Regions from separate parts of the Mus musculus genome. Here region 2 is linked to region 1. The links are chromatin contacts, called in public promoter capture Hi-C maps. All regions are on one chromosome and are shown on one strand. The core of a region is the stretch at or near the end of the contact, and the rest is flanking DNA. Distances in the headings are between cores, read along the strand shown. Region 1 holds the start of Rad54b (RAD54 homolog B (S. cerevisiae)). Region 2 overlaps Rad54b (RAD54 homolog B (S. cerevisiae)).

What was found. Promoter capture Hi-C pulls out the DNA fragments that hold promoters and counts their contacts.
Region 2: a contact with region 1 is called in a promoter capture Hi-C map of liver. The contact joins the enhancer-like site here to the promoter of Rad54b in region 1. A contact is called at or near these places in 11 of 39 promoter capture datasets (the 3T3-L1 cell line, 3T3-L1-derived adipocytes, the C10 cell line and 6 more), 3 of 15 datasets of contacts at CTCF or cohesin (the G1E-ER4 cell line, embryonic stem cells and pro-B cells), 77 of 484 Hi-C or Micro-C datasets (3T3-L1-derived adipocytes, B cells, the Ba/F3 cell line and 36 more), 12 of 115 datasets of contacts at active chromatin or transcription factors (CD8 T cells, the SCID.adh cell line, astrocytes and 5 more) and 4 of 9 other capture datasets (adipose tissue, embryonic stem cells, liver and 1 more).

What each region holds. Positions count from the first base shown.
Region 1 is chr4:11,555,897-11,563,447 of GRCm38.p6, reverse strand. Rad54b (RAD54 homolog B (S. cerevisiae)) reads right to left here and starts at 4,528. Exons shown (of 15, transcript NM_001039556.3): 1 at 4,435-4,528; 2 at 1-121. The coding sequence starts at 105. LOC115489931 (predicted GPI-anchored protein 58) reads left to right here and starts at 3,629. Exons shown (of 3, transcript XM_030253962.1): 1 at 3,629-3,644; 2 at 4,156-4,605. The coding sequence starts at 3,629. Gm35693 (a long non-coding RNA gene) reads left to right here and starts at 4,622. Exons shown (of 3, transcript XR_390401.4): 1 at 4,622-4,773; 2 at 5,417-5,534; 3 at 5,795-5,996.
Region 2 is chr4:11,604,661-11,612,211 of GRCm38.p6, reverse strand. Rad54b (RAD54 homolog B (S. cerevisiae)) reads right to left here. Exons shown (of 15, transcript NM_001039556.3): 9 at 7,207-7,346; 10 at 5,876-6,166; 11 at 2,743-2,918; 12 at 1,647-1,908. Gm11832 (predicted gene 11832) reads left to right here. Exons shown (of 3, transcript NR_166636.1): 3 at 830-1,074. Among named protein-coding and RNA genes, the nearest start is that of Gm11832, 6.6 kb to the left of the region's middle. Within about 2 kb of position 2,766, at least 33 of the 459 cell types and tissues checked have an H3K27ac peak or open chromatin away from gene starts, as enhancers often do. A contact at or near this core is called in the G1E-ER4 cell line, Th1 cells, Th2 cells and 6 more, where this site is marked.

The DNA.
Region 1 (7,551 bases), core at 3,279-5,778:
TGTGATCTCCTTACTCACATCTGCATTACTTCTTCCTGGAGGTATGAATCTTGTTTTTTTAAAGGACTTTCCCTGCACCTGACTTGGTGCTGCAGATCTTCTCATCCTCAGCAATACTAACCTGAAAAACACCACAACAGAAACCATCCATCAACATGAATAGAGCACATTTCTGTAACTCCAGTCCCAGAAGATCTGACAGATTAGACATGCACACGTGGAGATAAACAATCATACATATAAAATGAAAATAGTCTTATAAATGGAGAAATAGTTGAAGTAGGGGAGACTTCATTAAATAAAGTGGTATGTGCAAACATGAGGCCCTAAGCTGGGAATACTCAATACCCATGTAACAGTCACTGCAGACACAGCATGAATCAGGAACTCCAGACAGCCAAAGAGAGGTGCATCTCAGGGCTGGCTAGCCAGCTGCTCTAGCCAAACTCCAAGGTTAGAGAGAGACCATCTCAAAAGATAAGATGGGCCAGGCAGTGGTGGCACACGCCTTTAATCCCAGCACTCAGGAAGCAGAGGCAGGCAGATTTCTGAGTTTGAGGCCAGCCTGGTCTACAGAGTGAATTCCAGGACAGCCAGGGCTACACAGAGAAACCCTGTCTCGAAAAATAAATAAATAAATAATAAAATAAATAAATAAATACAACACACGATAACAACAATCATGTCTGCTTTCTTCACCATTATTGTAACGGTTTGAATAAGAATGGTCCTCATAGGCTCATGTAATTGAATAGAGTGATGGAACTGCTTGGGCAGGATTAGTAGGTGTGGCCTTATTGGAGGAGCTGTTCCATTGAGGCTGGGCTATTTCAAAAGCCAGCCCCATTCCTCTGTCTTTCTTTCTGTGGATGAAAATCCAGAAGTCCTCAGCTACTGCTCCCCTGGGGACACACCAGCCTGCCTACTACCATGCCCCCCCTGCATGGTGGTCATAAGCTCTAACCCTCTGGAACTGTACTGCCCAAACTGCATGTTCTTTGTATATAAATTGCCTTGGTAACTATGATGATTCTTGGTTGTCGACCTAACTATATCTAGAATTAACTAAAAGCCAAGTGGCTGGTCCAACTGTGAGGAATTTTTTTTCTTAATTAAATCATGGGAAGTAGGAAGCCCACATTTAATCTTGAGATTCTGAAGTGGAAATAGAGACCTTTAATCCAGATCTTTTGAAGAACACACCTTCTAGCGGCAGCTTATACAAAGGACATGGAAGAAGGAAGCTTGCTTTCTTTTCACCGCTCTTTCTCCCTGGCTAGTTCATCCCTTCACTCACATTCCAGCCTACTCCTTCAAGATTTCAGCACATAACGAAGACCTGCTGAGACATCCCTCTTACGAATGTGTGTGCGTGCATGTGTGTGTGTGTGTGTGTGTGTGTGTGCGCGCGCGCGCGTGCACACGTGTGTCATATATGCAGTCAGTACTTCACTGCAACCCTTGCCAAGCATATAGTTACCAAAATCATTTGATTAATTCAGAAATATAATTTTATTCTAAGAAAGTATCAAAAATATGCTTAAATGATTCTGTATGTTAGTACCACTTGTCCATAAACAAATACTAGATGAATAAATCATCACACGCCATGCTCACAACCGAATACAGTCTTCACCAACTCCTAAACTTCTAAGTCTTTACTGCAGCTCCTCCATCTAGACATGTTCTCTTTTCCTTGGGGCTTTGACCACTCCTTCCTCTGTATGAGGTTGAAATGCTTTTCTACCTTATCCTTAGAGCATTCTGTACCTCCCAACTACCAGCTTAGGCTCCTCAAATATGTGCACTAGCTAGGCACTTTCCATGAGGCAATAAAATCTGTCCCATTGTTTCCCACAGATATAAACTTTAGAAATTGATCTAAAAATATAAATCCAAGCTGGTGGTAACTATGGCACACGACTTTAATGCCAGAACACAGGAGGCAGAGGCAGAGGCAGGTGGATCTCTGCTAGTTCTACAGAGCTAGTTCCAAGATGGCCAGGGCTACAAAGAGAAACCCTGTCTCGAAACACACACACACACACACACACACACACACACACACACACACGGCTTCAAACTCTGAAAATCTGAGAGCCAATTATTAGTACCACAAATAGAATATTCCTTCTCACTTAGTCTAATATAGCAAGTCATAGTCACATTTACAAGGACACCAAAAATATTACATAATATTATTACTTGGGGCCTGTAAACTGGACTGGCAGTTAAAGGCATTTGTCACCAAGTCTGATTACCTGTTTAATCTCCAGGACTAAGGTGTGGCAAAAAGGAAGACCCAACCTCCACAAGTTGTTCTCTGACCTCTGCTGGCACATCATAGTACACACACACACCCTCACACACAAACAAAACAAGCAAATGTAAAATCGTTAACTTTAAAATTTTTTTCTTTGGGCCTATATACATAAGGTTTATATAAATAAAACAAATGAATTGTTGGGCTGGCAAGATGGCTGGCTCAGTGGGTAAAGACAAGCCTGGTGACCAAGAAGCCTGAATTCAATCTCTGGAATCCATATATGTGGTGGAAGAAGAGAACCAACTCCCACCAGTTGTCCTCTAATTTTATACATGCATCATGGCACAGGCATACCCACACACACATAGACAAACACACACACACACAACGTGTAAGTAAAATTTTAAGAAATATAAATGAATTTCATGATAAGACCAGCAAAATATGTGCTATAACATTAACACTGATTATCTCCGCATGTTAGATTAAAATGTGATTTTTATTCTGAGTTCTTTTCAAACTTCAAATTTCCCACAAAGACAATGTTATCTTTATAACAAACTACACTGGTTAAATATATCATATTTTGTTAAATCTAAAATGCCATAAATTTTCAAATATGGCATTATTTTATATCCACCATTGCATTGAAAGCTATTCTCAATTTCATTAATGTTAAAATGAAATACATTAACTATCTGATGCAAATTTTAACTCATTTAAAAGATTTGGGTGGACGTCATGCTCTGTGGTTTCTTCAAATACAAACCATCACTACAAGCACAACCTTAAAGCAAATTATGAAACTGGTGCTTTGTTGATCTAATTTGTTGATGCATTTAAAAGTAAACTACAGGGGCTGGAGAGATGGCTCAGCGGGTAAGAGCACTGACTACTCTTCCAGAGGTCCTGAGTTCAATTCCCAGCAACCACATGGTGGCTCACAACCATCTGTCATGGGATCTGATGCCCTCTTCTGGTGTGTCTGAAGACAGCTACAGTGTACATAAAATAAATCTTTTTTTTAAAAAGGTGAACTACAGAAATTAGTTTATTTCCCAAAACATATTAGCATCTTTACTAGTTTGTTTTGTTTTCTAGGACAAGGGCTCTCTATAGATCCTAGACTGGCTCTGAACTTGAGATCTTCCATCTCCGACCGGCTCTAGCTGGTTTGTAAACTAGTTTTGCTGAGACCTTTTTTACAGGCCCTAGATGTAAAGCCACTTGGCAGCTCTATTGAAATGCTGCGATTTCTGAGGCTTGTAACACGCTACGGCTGAGATTAGGTCTCCCAAGGAAAACGGCCAGCCCAGGCTGATATCTGGAGCACATCATGTTTGCCTTAATAACTGTGCACCAATGACCTTCCCAGCAGGTGATTCTGCAGTTAGCTTAAATCCGTGTCTCCTCTTGTGTCTTATTCACTCTTAATCACACTCAAGCATACGACTATGCAACGGTGAGATTAATTTAAGAATTCAGAACAAAGCTTGACACACAGTACTCAAATACTTTCTGTAATATTATTACTTATAATTACTGTTGCCTGTTTAATCCACAAAATCCTATGAAATCAGAAACAACAAAGGTCCCAGGAGAGGAAAGACAAGAGGGATTATAGAATCATAGCCAGAATCTCTGCCTTCCTCTGGACTACATGGGGAAGAGGGTGTGGCAACTTCTAGGATGCAAGAAAATAAATAAAACTCCAACAGCTAGCAACAGGCCTTGCTATTTCTGCTTTTTGGCTTCCAGCCACGTTGGGTAATAAGATTTCCATTTCATACTGTAAATTCCCCTTAGACTTTGGGACTCCAATCTACCTACCTACAAAATCCTCCATAATTAATGTAAATGGTGTGTTTTTGTTTGTTTGTTGAAACCAGGAGCGGAGAGAGGGCGAGAGAGAACTAGTGGGTGGGTAATTCGCCTAGGGGAGGTGCTAGATGGTTCCACAAGCTCTTGGCTGACACCTGATGTTCTCTGGCCCCAGGCGGCCTCGGGGGCCGTGGCCTCCGAGATCGCTCGGCCCGCAGGACCCGCCCCCCTGCCCCCTGCCCAGCCAGCGAGGGCGCTCCCGCCGCCTCGCCCAGCTCCCCGGGACCCGCGCCATCCTGCACCAGGCCCCGCACGCGCCTCCCCGGGCCTCCGCTGCAGAGACCTACCCCGCAGGCTGACCGAAATCGCGAGCGCCCCGCAGCAGGTACCAACGCCTGCCGCCGACCAGCTCGAGCTTCCCGCCTTCCTACAGCCAACCACGGGCCGGGCGCCGAGCATGCGCACCACGGCGTGCAGTGCTGGTCCCGCCCCCGACTCTGATTGGACAACCGTTGCAGGTACCTTTGCACTTCCTTTTACGTGGGTCTAGGTTTGGTTCCGGTTGACTGCTAGATCTAAAACGAACCGATTTGGTTTCAGTCTTCAGGTCCTAGCTGAGGCGATAAGCCTCACAACTTAAATCAATAAATTAGGATTCGGATCATAGAAGTGTGTGCACCACTGAGGTACACGAAATCCTGTTACTCAAGTGACACTGAGCTACAGTAGTTGCAGCCCCTGTTTTACAAGCCCTTTTAAGGTCTAGGAGTATAAAAACAGATGCGTGATTATTGGACTCTCGTGAAAAGGAGAAGAGCTCCTTTAAACTTAAAAAAAAAAAGACACTATCTTAAAGTATTGTAGACAAGGTCTTGATAGACAAAGTCTTGCTGATCCTTCTGCTCTAAGAATTCTGGAGATAGATCCTTTGAAAAGAGAGAGTGGTTAAAGGTCATTCACTAGATTTTATACACGTTTGACAATTAAAATGCATCCTGTTCTGGTGTCTCTGGACACTGCACACATGAAGTACACCAACTTAAGTGCCTGCAAAACACCCATAGACATAAAACTTAAGTAGACCCTTCCTCCGAAAACAAGGTTTTTTAGAAACCTTTGACCAGTCTAACTTCAGAAGCCACCAGTGTTGTATATGACCGTTGTAAGATATTTAGTGATTTTTTTCTCTTAAGATGCACACACTCACACACACTCACTCACACAATTAGCGATGCAGTTTCTATTAAAGCCTTGCTTAAATCTACATTAACATCTCTTAACTCAAATTTGGCTTCCCACTGACTTCTGAAATTATTTTCTTTGGCAAAGTTAAGAAGCACAGCCTCATCTGAGCAGAGGTCTCTGGTGAGACCCCTCCGGCCGCTGCAGGTGGAAAGCTGTTGTTTGCTGCTACTATGGTGCCTCTCTTTCCACGGGGTGAAGTCAGGTATGCTGGCACACACTTATAATCCCAACACTCAGGAGGTTAAGGCAGAAGGATCACCATAAGAGAGCAGCCTGGGCTACATAGCAAGACTGTCTCAAAAAGCAAACAGGCAGACACATAAATAAGTAAATAGTCTTGTTAAAATGACATAGACACAAAAATTCTACGCATTAATGGGCACCATGAGACGCTTTTACTTGTGTATGTATTGTAATCAAGGTAAACACACCTACCGCTTTAAATTCTTATTTTTTTTTTAGGGTGAAAACTTTGGAAACCCTTCCTTCTGGCTTTTTGAGATATACTGTACAACTCTCTCTGCAGTCACCCTGCTATGCAACCTCGTGCTAAAATTCTTCTAGCTTTCTGAGTGTGAACTAAAGTTTCTTCTTCATAGTTAGCATTTCACTTCATCTGAAAAGCTACAGGTACAAAGATTAAATATGGACATTTTTCTATGGCTTATTTGTATCTCATGTGCACTGCTGCTTTGCCTGCATACATGCCTGTGTGAGGGTGTCAGAAGCCCTGGAACTGGAGTCACTGACAGGTGTGAGGTACCATGTGGGTGCTGGCAATTAAACCCAGGTTCTCTGCAAGAGCAGCCAGTGCTCTTAACTGCTGAGCCATCTCTCTAGCCCCTTTATAAACATTTAAATATAGGCGTTTTGTTTTTTAAGTTCAGTCAGTAGCAGTTTTAAGTACAAAGCAAACAATGTAATAAGGTTCTCTATCCCCTTTCCACTACACACACACACACACACACACACACACACACACACACACACTCACCTAGACAAAGTATCACTGTGCAGCCCAGGCTGACCTAGAACTCCCTATGTAGACCAGGCTGGCCTTGAACTCACAGAGATCCACCTGCCTCTGCCTCCCTGAGTACTGGGATTAAAGGCATGCACTACTACACTTTGGTTTTTAAAGGCAGTGTGGCCCAGAACTGTTAAGAGAAGAGCAATACAGCAGGCTGGTTTGTCAAAGGAGCGGACACATAACAGCCATTCAGAAATGATGTTTATTAGAGAAAGGGCCTTGCCATGAGGGGCTCCCAGTGGAGGAGCACGACAAAGGCCGCAGTACAATGTACCAGAAACAACATGAAGGAAAACAGAAGCTTTCCCCTAAAGCCTGGAGAACTTCATTGCAATGGATAGCTCAGGATAGCTCAGGATAAGAGTAAGGGAGAGCCATCCTGGACAGAATAATGTAATAAGGGAGGCCCCCAGGAAGAAAGCTTTCAGAGAAAATCCCCCAAAGAAGAGGAGATCTGACCTTTATAATTAGTGCAGAGGGGAATGTGGGGAGGCTGGTGTGAAGTTTCACACCACCCGATTTGGTTTGGGACTGCCTACGTGGGTAAGAGCATAAACTGGCCGGGCAGTGGGGGTGCACGCCTTTAATCCCAGCACTTGGGAGGCAGAGGCAGGCAGATTTCTGAGTTCAAGGCCAGCCTGGTCTACAGAGTGAGTTCCAGGACAGCCAGGGCTACACAGAGAAACCCTGTCTCAAAAAAAACAAAAACAAAACAACAACAACAAAAAGAACATAAACTGGAGGCTGCAAAATCATAGTACAAACTGCTTAACTCTGTGCTAGGAAGAGAGCTGGAGGTGGGATGTAGGGCATCGGATTTCTTCAGGCTGTCCCTGGCCTCCTGCAGTGACCAGCTTCATAAAAGGGAACTAAGATTGATTTAACAAAGCCAATACTCAGCAGTTGTATTAAGTTGCCCAAGCAAACCTTGAATTTACAATCCTCCTGCCTCAGCCCCCATGCCTGACTCTAGTCACTTCAAAATACATCACACAGTACCACCGACTTTGTGCTATAGAAAATCAAACTAACCCTTCTTCCTGCAGCTCCACATTTCTCTTTTTGTTTTGTTTTTTTGTTTTGCTTTGTTTTGTTTTTTGCTGTTGTTGCTGGGGGGTTTTTTGTTGTTGTTTTTTGGGTTTTTTGTTTGGTTGGTTGGTTGGTTTGGTTTGGTTTTTCGAGACAGGGT
Region 2 (7,551 bases), core at 1,517-4,016, 51 kb before region 1:
ACCTACGTTGTAAGAGAGCCAGCTCCTACATAGGTCCTACAGGAGGTCCTCTGACCTCCACAGACATGCCATGGCACACAGTGGCGTATACACACACACACACACAATGTACCCTCTTTACATCCTTGCCCTGGGTTCAGAGAGGGAGACTAGCACTCATAGAGGCATGTGAAGGAGCGCAGCAGTGCCATGCAACAGTGAGATGGGTATCTTGATAAAACATGAAGGCAAATTTAGACAGCCAAGAAGCAAAGCACAGCCTGGGCATGCAAGGTCCCAGCAGCCAATAGTTCACCCTTGAAAATCCCTTACGCTGTCTGCAATCACTGTAGGCTCCCTCTAGTTTAAGGATTAAAGTGATCCTGGGCAGCACAGGGTTGGTATTTATACCTTGCCCACTCTCCCAGAACGGCTGCTTCCAATGCCCTTAATCCGTGAAGCCTGTTACTACCTCCCCCTCTTACTGACAATGTGTGCATGTAGCTTTCCCTTATCCCTACCTTACCAAAATGGAAAACCCCACCAGGCACAGAATAATGCCAGCACTCTTGGCCATCAATTTCTATCACACAAACTACCCACTGATCTAAAGCTCACAGAAGAAAATCCCCGAACTTATGAGATAAAAATTTTAAAGAGTGCCCCTCCCAAAACCACCTAAGAATCATTAAAGGCCTGTCTCTGCTCTGCCCGCAGGCAGCCGGGGATCCTGAGGTCAGGTTACTCCCCTCCCCCAACTCCTCTGTCCTACTGAAACGTAGGTCTTTGTGTCCGCCCGCCCACACTCAGTGCAGTTGTATGTCTACCATCATCCTTCATCTCTCCTCAGGCTGACCATCACACCCAGCTTCATGTGGTGTGACTCTGACCTCTGGAGGGAAGACGATCGAAGGACTCATCAGGCTGTCGTGGAGGCACTAATGTTACAGAACCAGCTCGCAGCAGAAGCTCTGGACACCAAACCTTGGGTGAAGTCCTTTAGCTGGCACTGTCCCTCACTGGTGCTGAGAATTAACTACTGTTTATAAAGCTCTGAGTGGAGAGGGGATGGAGTTCGTGCCTCGTCCCTCCTGATCCCTGCCTTATGTGTTTGCTGATTTTAGTGTCCGTGTAAAACATTGAATGAGCACAGGTGCTTTCCTCCGTTCTCGGAGGCCTAGTAAGTCACAAACTCCATGGCTGTCTCGGGATCCCTTAATGAAATGCCAACTGAGGTAGAAATCTATCTGTTAAAACCTTAAGAAAACATAAGAGTAGTCTGTACACTGAAAAACCCTGGTCTTCTCCACAAAGTTTCCTAACGAAATTAATGTTGTAGTCTTACTGCAACCTCCACGAGTCAATCATGGCTCCACAACTGTCATCCCCAGTGGTCATGAACACCCTGCAAGTTAGCTGTACAGTGTGACCTGAAGCTTGGGTTTGAATTCTCACACTGGAAGGAGAACAAATCTCTCCACATGTAGAAAACATAGGCTACTAATATCCATATGGGAGATGCTGTGAAGATTAAACAGACAGTGAGTGGAAAGCACGCAGCAGAGCACTGGGTACAAAACCAGAGCCCAACACAACAGCTATTAACACACCATCATCACAGCTGTGCTTCTGGACGTTCATAGTGTCATCTTAATGCATAGTCCTACCTGGATATCAGTAGCTGGGTTCCAATCGATATCATAGAGAATTAAGTGAGATCCTCCAATGAGATTAAGTCCCACACCACCAGCTTTTGAACTTAATAAAAAAATAAAATCAGTAGAGTATTTACTATTGAAACTATCAACAATGTGCTGCCTTTGAGAGACTGGTGTTTGGCCATCAAGTCTTGCACAAGCATATCCATGACGCTTACATACTTCTTCTAGAACATTCAAGGTTTGTCTGTAGTTGGATACCAAAATCACTCTGTCAACCAAAAACAAAACGTCATTACATTATGTTTTAAAGCAGTAGCCTGGATTGTTTTCTATGTGAAGGACAATAGTAACCCTGATATCACAGTGGCAGCATTGAACAACTAACCACAGGGACTCCTCCCTTCTCCTTTGAAGTCCTTATCTAAACTTCCAGTCTTAAGATGCTAGAACAAAGACCTTGCCTCCCTCATCTCTGATGTCACCCTAAAAAGGAGCACAGTAAACAAAATACAAGAAAAAAAATTTCAAACTCTATCAAATAAACAAGGAAATGTTTATATGCAAAAGTAAAAGGAGAAAAGTAAGACAGGGGCTGGCTGCCTTAAAAGAGCAGCAGGAAAAGAAATAGACACAGAATGGGCTCCAGCAGCAATCAACACAGAGTGTTCACACCTCACAGCCTTTTCAGTGTTAATCGTGTGTGTGTGTGTGTGTGTGTGTGTGTGTGTGTGTGTGTGTGTGTGTGTGTACATACACACATGTTGAGTACAGGTCCCCACAGGGGCCAGAAGAGGATGTCAGATTCCCCTGCAGGGACCCGGTATGGGTTCTGGAAACCAAACTCAGGTCCTCTGGAAAGGAGTATGTTCTCAACCGCAGAGCAATCTCACCAGCCCAAACACTGTAAAATCTCACTGAGGCTCCTCAGAAGCAAAGACTGTAGAGCATCAGTACACAGAAGCCCAGGTCTCACCTCCATGTGACTAGAGGACTTGCAAAAATTGATTCTTTGGAGAAAGTAAAGCAAAGGCCCTAAGTCCCCGAGAGACTGTGGAGGCAGGGCAGGGACAGACGGCAGCAGAATGGCTAGACGCTGGCTTACTTCTCAGTGGGACGAAGTTCATGGATCACTGCCAGGAGCTTGACTAACACCTGTAGTTTTCCTGACTCTTCCTCAGAGAACTGCAGAGGGTTGTAGCCAGCAGGGAACACAGACAGCAAGCCTTGGCATAGATTTCTTTCTTCATTTTCCTCACAACTTGAGCTAAATTCTTTGCCCTGTTCAAATATGAGTTAATATGCGTTCACATTTACTGTTTTAATAAGTAAGGAGCAAAACTTACAGGGGATTTACTTCCAAGCCAACTGTGAAGGAAATCTTTGTAGGTCACAATTACCACTTTTCAAGCAGTCCCATGCTCCCTGCACAGTTCATAGGCCTTTCCAAAGCCCTGTCACTCCCCTATCAATATCCTCACTTCCTGTCACTCCCCTATCACTCCCTATCAATACCCTAACTCCCTGGCACTCCCCTATCAATACCCTCACTCCCTGTCACTCCCTATCAATACCCTCACTCCCTGTCACTCCCTATCAATACCCTCACTCCCTGGCACTTCCTATCAATACCCTCACTCCCTGGCATCCTCATCAATACTCTCTCTCCTTTTCACTGTCTCCTCTCCTACTACTTTTTCTCTTGATTTGTAAGTGGCTCATTACATTTTCCAGATGACAAACCAAAACTAGACAAGTTGCCTGAGTCATAAGTCATATCAGTTTCTTCATAAGAAGTAATGATGTCATCAAAAGGCTACTAGAGAAATCTTATAACACAGTGTGCTTATATAACTAGAATTTGTGGTGGAGGGATATGCTGGATATTGAACCCAGGGTCCCCATTTTAACTCCAATTACTTTTATTCCAAAATGATTATAGGCACCTCTGAAATTCTTTCTTTAAAATGCCTAGTTGACATAGAAATAGATGAATTTAGAGTGACCCTGATGACAACCCCTGTTGGGGTAAATGGTCAGGACTGGCGAGTCTCTCTCCTCTCCCAAGTTGAAGGATCCTCTCCTTTTCTGGAACTTTGTTAACCTACAGCACTGCCTGCCTGAAAGACTTCTTCCTTTTCTGCTGTTATCTCAGGTCGAAAAAGAACTGGGGGCCTGATGCAAAAATCATCGACTCATTCAGAGCCCTTTCCTCTTTCAGAGTCTCACCCTAGACACCAGGCTGGCCTGCAGCTCTCTATGAAGTCTAAACTGGCCTTGAACTCAGAGATCACCTGTCTCTGCTTCTTGAGTGCTGAAATTAAAGGCATGAGCCAACACTACTGGACAGGTTTGTTTTGGTTTGGTTTTTATGCACACTATATTCATCTTTGACCTTATTTACCTGAGCAGCTAACTACATTTTAAACTCCCCTTATATTCCTTTTTTAGTAGTACTGGACAAACCTTTCTGGGTACATATTTAATTGTAATTTGGCTTTCAACAAGGAAAAAACAATGCCTAGGTAAAGTCACTTGATTAAATATCTGTAGAACTTCATGCCCAAAGGGTTTAATTGTTACCACTGTATATAGAACCTGTTTCTTTAAAAGTTGCTTAATAAATTGTTATAATCCAGCTTTCTGTAGTTACACAAAGCTCACTCCCATAATAAACTAAGTAAATAGGATCCACTATAGGATAAACTTGGAGAACTTTGTCCCAACACTCTATTATAATTAATGATCTCATATATAAGTTAGCACCCACAGCTTTTGTTTGGGAAGGTTATTTGTGAGCATATTTTGGTTTTACTGTCTAAATAATTGAATACAAGTTTTCCATGATGAGCAGGGAAATATCATTAACGGTTACTGTGCAATTTCTTTAACTAGGCATGGAAGAATTACTAGGTTCTTCCCATCATTTCTTGTTAAACAACGATGTCATTGTTAGCTCTGCATTCCAGACAAGACAACCAATGCTTATAGATACAGCTTAAGTACAAACTTTGCCAAAAGTTAAAGCATTAGACCTGGGAACTGTTGTGCACACCTACAATCCTAGCTGCTGGCAAGTCAGGAAAGTAGAATCGGAACCCAGGGTCAGGCTCAGCTGCATATGGACATCACGGCCAAGCTGAGCTGCAGGAGACGCTCTCAGAAGAACAACAGGTCCAATTTAAGGAGCTGATAGCAGTTCTAATCTCAAAACTCCTTACCATGCCACAGACTGCTTTATGATATTAAATATGCAAACAGCTGACTCAACTATGTCATCATTCAAACTCACACCTATAGACAGAATATAATTTGGGAAATGTTCAAGAAAAAGGCTACACATAAATATCTCTGAATCCCTATTTTGTTTGTTTGATCCCCCCAACCCTCCCGCCTTTCTGAGTTTCTCAGTTTAGCCCAGGCTGTCTTGGAACTTATTCTATAGACCAGGCTGGCCTAAAATTCAGAGTCTTGCCTGCCTCTGCCTCTGCCTCTACCTCCCGAGTATTGAGATTAAAGTCGTGTACCACAAAACTAGGAACAGAAGCTAAGCACAGTGGAAGGTACTTCCTGTCCTGGTTATTCTGAAGTCTGAAGCGGGGGATTCGTTAAAGAACCCAGTAAGATAATACTAACCTACACAAAACAGCAAGACCCTCTCTTAACAAAAATAGATGACAGTAATAGTACTTATTCCAGATACTTGCATAAAGAATAAAACCAGAAAAGCACTTTATTTTTGGTATACAGAAAATACTTAATAACTATTAGCTAGTACTATTAATAATATACCAAAATGTGGTTCTGCCAGTTGGAGACTGTATAATGATTTTTATTTTTATTTTTGTTTCTGTTCTGCAACAGAATCTTACTCTGTAGCCCAGGCCAACCTCAAGATCAAGGCAATTCTCCCTCTACCTCCCACAGCTCCACACCAGTTGTTAATTTTCTTTTTGTGGGTTTTCTGAATTTTCCAAATTTTCTGCAACAGTTATGTATTAACTTTATAAAAAGAAAAATAAATTATTTTAATGCTCAGTTCTGTGTCTGTTATAGTATCACAAAAACCAAATGAGTATATTAACATAAATTAGGAAGGGAGAGGCCACGGCAAAGGCTGGTGGTTCTACGACAGAACCACACGGGAGCCACACAGGGGGGCAGCCTCACAAATCCCACGTCAGGGCCCAGCACTCAGGCTTCTGGGCTCCCAAGCCACACGGCCCTCGGCCACTCACCTTCACAGAGCTGAACAAGAGGCAAGGGTGGTTGCACAGCTTCTTTAGGGCCCCTATGCAGATGAGGTGAGCACTATTTTCCAATAGTCCTTGCAAACAGAACCTCACAGACTGAGAGCGCAGCAGCTTTCGGTAAAGTTCAATCTGCAATGCTCCTGGTCGGCAAAAGACTACATTCTCTATCTTAGGCGGGAGATATTTATTGATGACTTCCTGAGTTCTTCTAAGGATAAAACGTCCAGTGAGGCGCGTGAGCTCAGTTGCTCTTCTCTCCCCTAACTCTCTCTCTTCCTATAGAGAAAGGAGCAGACTTAAAAAATGGTTATATACAAGAATACCTGTAATTATGATTACAATGAACACTAAATATTATGGAATTATAAAGCATCATTAATTATTTCTATCAGATTTTAGGGGGAGAAAGTGGTGGCTTCTGAGACAAAGTCTCAGATTTTAGACTGCTTGCCCACATGCAAGAAGCCCAAGGTTTGCTCTACTTAGCACCTAATAAAGCTGTGTCTTTGGCACATATCTGTATTCCCTGCACTGAGGATATGGGTGGGTCAGTTCAAAGTCAGCCTGAGCTATAGGAGACTATTTCCAAAGCAAACTTTTTTGGTGGGGGAGGATTGTTTGTTTGGTGTGGGGTGTGGGGTGCATGAGATAGGAACTTACTATTATGCAGCTCTGGCTATTGTAGCAGTCTCTATGCAAACCAGGCTGCAGGCTGCTGGCCTTGAACCTGCAGAGTGTGTGTGTGTGTGTGTGTGTGTGTGTGTGTGTGTGTGTGTGTGTGTGGTGTGTGTGTGGTAGGTGTGTGGGTGGGTGTGTGTGTGTGTGTGTGTGTGTGTGTGTGGTGTGTGTGTGTGTGTGTGTGTGTGTGTGTGTGTATGGGTGTGCACACATGTATGTTAAATACAATCATACTTTGCAGCTCAACCTCCCCTAGAATTTGCAGCAATCTGCCTCAACCTCTAGGATGCTTTCCTTACATTTTTAATCATATCCTCTTTAGAGATATATAGAATGGTATATCTTGGATTTAATAATATACAGTATACTGGGGCTGGAGAGATGGCTCAGCGGTTGAGAGCACTGACTGCTCTTCTGAAGGTCCTGAGTTCAAATCTCAGCAACCACATGGCAGCTCACAACCATCTGTAATGAGATCTGGCGCCCTCTTCTGGAGTGTCTGAAGACAGCTACAGTGTTCTTACTTATAATAAATAAATCTTAAAAAAAATATAATATACAGTATATAAATGAATACCAAAATTTTATTCTTCCAGACATACTGCTCTTTAAAAAATAATCATTAAAGTAAGTTATACCTTAGAAGAAGAAGGCTCTCTTGATATAATGATGGGTTCTTCATATATTTTCCTGTAAGACGACAGAGACCCTAATATTCCTGGATTAACAAAATCAACTAATGCAAAAAACTCTTGCAAATCATTCTGAACTGGGGTACCTAGGGAGAGATAACAGTAATGAGCGGCTGAACTGAATTAGTCTTATGATAAATCACAAGTCTCTGTAGAAATCTGTCTCTTCTTTCTGAGAGCATAAATACAAGCAAATAACCTGCAACTAAATAGCAACAGCCAAAGCAAAGCTTAGAATAGAGATCACGTAAAGTTCTGCACCTGGTTTCAGCAAGGTGGCTGAGGGCAGGG